Linked DNA regions of Zea mays: region 1 is linked to region 2. A link is a contact called in public Hi-C data. All regions are on one chromosome and are shown on one strand. The core of a region is the stretch at or near the end of the contact, and the rest is flanking DNA. Distances in the headings are between cores, read along the strand shown. Region 1 has its middle 46 kb from the start of LOC103632697. Region 2 holds the start of LOC100216714 (glycosyl hydrolase family 81 protein).

What was found. Hi-C and Micro-C count contacts between places; a contact is called where the count stands out from the background.
Region 1: a contact with region 2 is called in a Hi-C map of ear, with 2.1 times the contacts expected there. The contact joins the enhancer-like site here to the promoter of LOC100216714 in region 2. A contact is called at or near these places in 2 of 25 Hi-C or Micro-C datasets (ear and leaf).

What each region holds. Positions count from the first base shown.
Region 1 is chr7:109,124,664-109,127,468 of Zm-B73-REFERENCE-NAM-5.0, reverse strand. No RefSeq gene overlaps it. Among protein-coding and RNA genes, the nearest start is that of LOC103632697, 46 kb to the right of the region's middle. Within about 2 kb of position 1,433, at least 13 of the 20 cell types and tissues checked have an H3K27ac peak or open chromatin away from gene starts, as enhancers often do. A contact at or near this core is called in ear and leaf, where this site is marked.
Region 2 is chr7:108,814,738-108,817,437 of Zm-B73-REFERENCE-NAM-5.0, reverse strand. LOC100216714 (glycosyl hydrolase family 81 protein) reads right to left here and starts at 1,299. Exons shown (of 1, transcript NM_001143119.1): 1 at 1-1,299. The coding sequence starts at 1,123.

The DNA of each region.
Region 1 (2,805 bases), core at 184-2,683, 310 kb before region 2:
CTTCTTAGGCTTCAAACGTCAGCACAGGCGAGGGACAAACGATGGTAGATATCTATGTCTCGGTAATGGTGACCCGGCTCTCGGACTCGTTTCCGGTGGTGGTGAAACTCGATGGGATTCCTCGACGATTGGTTGGATGGGTAAAAGGTGTAGACGGTTAGTTTATATACCACCAGGGGAGATGAAGCCCCAGACAACGTAGGCCCACGGGATAGACTAGTGGTCGTGGCTGAAAGGCTGAGGGAAGAAGTCTGGTGCCCATCCAACCAGTCACACCTGCCAGTGACGCAGTGTCCATGTGCGTGCGCTGTGAAAACACTGTCCAGTTGGTCTCACACGACAGTGTGTCTGTGTTTATTAGAATGACAGTGGGTACGAGTATAAGTAAATAATCGTACATAATTATCTATTGAATATGTGTATGATAAAATTTGGTATCCGTGGATATGGTTATGGATATAATAAGATATCCGCAGATAATTTTTTCATGGTTATGGATATCCAGTGTCTATACCCGTTACACAATAGATATCTGATATGTGGGTTATCTAGATTTAATATATTATCATAAATTCTCATTTTTCAATATTCCATGACATGTTGTTTGGTGCTGAAATTATCATTTGATGTTGCTGGAATGATAATTATTTTGAAATGTGATAAAATTGTTGTTTGGTGTTGAATGCTAAAATTGTAGTGGGCAGGCGGTTAACTATCCATTGGATAGCGGATACCCGACTGGTATGGATATGGATACAGATCTATACCCACGAACATTTATGGGTACGAATATGGGTTGAATTTTATCTCGTAGGGTATTAATTCGCGAACTATATATCCGTGTACTCGTTCGATTGCCATCCCTAATGTGCATCTAGGCCCGTGGGCGGGATGCTATTCTATGCGATGCTGGCCCCCACGGCTGAGACCTGAGAGAAGGGAGATGGGCCAAGTTGAGGAAATGGGCTGAGGGAGAGGAAAAGGTCCTAGGGCTATTTTACATTTTCTGCTTTTTTTTGCCTATTTCCAATTTTCAGTTTTCAAACTCAAATTTCAAACCTTTCAAATCTGAGTTGAAGTTTCAAACTGAAAATTAAATGCACACACAAAACTCCAGCATGGATCCATAAATATAAATTTTTATTTAGTATTTATTTACAGTAATATATATCAAATGCATAATTCTCACACGAAAATAAATTCCTAATATACTCTCTTGTCTAATAAATAAATAAATAAATAAAATAAAACAAACTACCTAGACTCTAAAACAAACTTTTGGGTTTACAGGGCCGTCTTCCAATGGAAGAGACACCGGATGGTTTCACAACTGTGATACTTGTGTTTGACGACGAGGTATAGCCATGATGCAGGCACGATGGGCTTCTTGTCTTCTTGAAGCCTTTTATGTTGGTCTGCAACCATGCACCCAACTGCCTTGGCTATGCTGATCGTGAGCCACGTGTGGAGTGTGGTGCAGGAGATTCGCAACGCCCGAGTGGGTCGGAGACAGGAGCTACCATCATGGGTCGTGGCCTTCATTAATCTGGCCTGCCTGTTGCACAACAATAGATCATGAATCTGGCTCTCCCTACGACAACCCAGTGGCGGACCTAGAATTTTTACATAAGATGTGCCGCAACAAAAAATTTTATATAAAATTCTATCTAACGTATATATAATTTTATAGTAAATTTAGTAAACAATTTGATATATAGATATAAAGTTTGACACTCAACAAATAAGCATGAAAATTACATACATTAAACATAAAGATTGCAATAATACTACTTATTTGGCCTGCGCTTCCTCAACGCCATAAAAGTTTCAATTATATCTTCTTCATTCACTTCGAAGAAAATGTCCCTCTCGATGTATGTAATAAGACAATCATCCAAAAGACTATCACACATCTTGTTTCTCAATTTAGTCTTCACCAAACTTATTGCAGAAAATGCCCTTTCAACACTTGATGTCGCCACCGGCAAAAGTAATATCAATTTGAGAAGCAAATAAACCATATCAAACACCTTATGTCTCTTTGTTTCAACAAGCTTAACTGAGAGGTCCACAAGATTAGTTATGTCTTTGAATCTATCATCTTCTCTTATGCCATCAATATAATTGTCAAGTTGCAAGTCAAGTTTTAACAAATCAGTGCTTGACATGTCATTAGGATAGAACTCAGCTAGCTTTCGTACGTTGTGTGCATCAAAAGAAGCAAAAGAGTTGGAAGGATCCAAGGCTGACATACAAGAAAGCAGCTCCATATTAGCCTCACTAAACCGACTATCAAGCTCTAGGCTAATTTGATCAATGACCCCAATATATAATTCTCTTCTGAAGTGGTCATCATTCGTTTGGTTATGAATAAATCGTGATGATCTTTCATAAGGCTTATAATTTCCATCCATAGCAGGAACTTGGATATCATGTTTGTTGCAAAATGAAGTGATCCTTTGAAGGAATTGATCCCAACCATCAAGCTTTAACTGTTGCATTCTTCTCTTTGCTACATTAACAAGTGAAATTGCATTAATAATATCTTGCTCCCTTCTTTGCAAACACACTGATAAATCATTTGTATATCCAAGAATAACAAACATTAAGTGTGCATAAAAAACAAAGTCAAATGACTCAAATGCTCCAAGCATAGAATGTATTCTTGTCCAATAACTTCTAATTATAGTATCCTCTCCGAGAATCATGAGAACATCTCGGATTACATGATACATAGTAATTATGTTGCATATAGTTTTGTAATAAGAGCCCCATCAAGTCTCACCAGGCCTAGGCAACCCCATC
Region 2 (2,700 bases), core at 50-2,549:
GGAACTGCTGCACCGCCGGGATCACGTCGGGGCACCCCACCTCCTCCGCGATCAGCGCCAGCCGCGCCGCCCGCGCGATCGCCTTCCCGTAGAAGTAGGACGAAGTGGTGGTTATCGCGGTGGACGCGAGGCCGGCCACGTCAGCTCGCAGCGCGGCCACCACTTCGGCGACGCCGTCCTCGCTAACGCCGCGGGTCGAGTGCCACGTCGGGGAAACAGGGTCGGTGCGCAGGACCCAGGCGTCGCCGACCACGCCGACCATATCGCCGTCGATGCTCCGGTACCGGAAGTCGTCGAGCACCCGCACGGGGCAGTCGTCGGCGAGCAGGCGGAGGTGGAGCGGATGCGCGAGCATGAGCAGCTCCCCGGGCCCGTCCTTGCGCCAGGCGTAGTCGACGCAGAAGGGCCGGCTCAGGGCCGCGTGGCCGGCGGTCGGGAAGCAGCGGCTGTAGCGGTCGAGGACCGGCTCCATGGACGCGTCGGGGAGGTAGGCGACCCGGATGGCTCCGGCGAAGCCAGGCGCGGAGAGCTGCGTGGTGGTGGTCTGCGCGAGGCGGATCGGGGCCGACGCGTAGAGGAGGAAGGTCTGGCCGCTGTTCATCCCGAGGCGCCACTTGGTGCCGGAGTCGTCGCAGGAGGCGACGTCGAGGAAGGCATGGACGGACGCGACGGAGATGTCGACGGCGCCGGCCGTGGTGGTGACGGTGACGTACGGGCATCCGCGGACGAGGTGCGCGCGGAGGGACGGGGAGACGTCGAGCGTGACGGAGAGGTCGTCGAAAGCCGAGACGCAGTGGCGCTGCGCGCTCCCGGCGGCGTCGGAGACGGTGAGGTCGGGGACGAAGGTCTGGATGACGAAGGACGGCGAGTGGTTCCGCGAAGGGTAGCAGATGTCGAGAGCGGCGCCTCCGGGGGAGCGGACGGAGTACGGGTGGACGTACTCCGGCTGGTCCCCGTTCTTGAGCACGAAGTTCTGGAAGAAGGAGTTGGTGGGGAGCGGCGCGGCGAGGAGCGGCGGCGCGAAGAAGCGGGACGGGTCGGGCACCACCGTGGACGTTGCGCGCGGGAACACGGGGCCCCCCGGCGGCGGCGCCGGCGGGCGGTGGCTGCCGTGGTGCGGCATGGCGGTGGGGACGAAGGGGGGAAGCTCCGGCGGCTGCGGCGGGATCGAGACGGGTTGTGAGGAAGGCAGACCGGGTTGTGCGGGCCTGGGCCTGGGCCTAGGCCTGGGCTGGGAGAAGGCGAAGCGCGGCTTGGTCGTGACGATGCGGGAGAGGGTGTGGCCCAGCTTCCTCGTCCACTTCCGCATCTCGCCGCCTGCTCGGGCTGGTGCTTTATACCCCTGGCGTGGTATCGGTTGGGCTGGGCTTTGACTGGGCCAACGCGGTGAGATCTGACAACAAACAGTCCTCCGGATCCGAGGCGACAGGTCGGCGTGTCCCTGCGCGTCACACAGTAGAAAAAACGAAATACTATAGATGTTTTAAAATCTTGGATTTTGTAATAAGCACCGGAGCCACGGGTATGGTGTTTAATTTTGATTGGGTGGACAGCGATGATTAGCGGCTAAGCGTTGGAAACGCGGAAAGACGCTTGAAGGGAAGCAATGATTTAATTATGTCATGTTTTCTTAGCACACGAGGATGATTGTACTGGCATTGGTTGAGCTGAAGCGAAGGGGACGGGAGGAGACGACAATGAACACAAACCTGATCTGGAAAGAGACACACGGGCGTGGAGAAGGTGGAGCAGTTCCGACACGGCCTACCTCGTTAACTAGATGGAGATGGAGATGGAGATCAGGGACGCCGGCCTTCTTCGCGTCCTTTGGTTGGAGTGGTTGCGATGCAGCTGGATGGACGGGTGGTTACCCTCAACCGCGGCCGCCGCGGCTCACGTCGACTACGAAGACGCAGCAGCAGCAGCGCAGGACGACAGGACCCCGGCCGTGTCCCGCGTCGTAAGATTTGCTTGGCACCGGCGGGGCCGGGGGCGGTTGGTACGTGCGGGCGACGCCACGAAACGTGTCTCCGGCGATCAGATCGGTCTGATGTGATGTGAATGTGGCCTCTTCCCGGGCGGCGGGCGAGGGAAGCAAGGGATGACGGGCTTGCCGTGGCGGCGAATGCTTGCCCGCGAAGCGAGTGGCAGAGCCAAGACGGCCGGCAACCGCAACCGCAAGGGGCCCGTCGGGCTCGTCGTTGCTTCCTTCGTTCCGGGGCCAACACGAAGCTTTGTCTGATTGTCTCCGGTTGGACGCGCGCGGCGGCAACGAAGAAGCCCGCCATGTACCAATGCATCCCACGTTGCTGCTCTTCTGCTTGTTCCACTGTCGTCGCGCTATTGACATCAACTGATATTTCCTAAGTCAAAATTCATCACAATTCATTACAATACACTCTACTCCACATTGAATTTAAATAACCAAACAAAGCCTCTCTCTGGTTATCCTCGTTCCATGTGGATTGGAATTGATGAGATTACTAGGAATTTAAACTCATTTAATCACATCCAATCCACGTAGATTGAGATTAAAACGAGCAGGTCCTAAAACTGTGCTGGGTGTAGCAAAGGAAAAAGGGAACGAACAAGAGCGGGATGGGTAAGACATCACTCTTGAACTGAAATGGGGAAGGCGGCTTTAAAATGCAGGTATAGGATAAGCATCAAAGTAAAGATCGAGGGATGACAAGGGTTAAG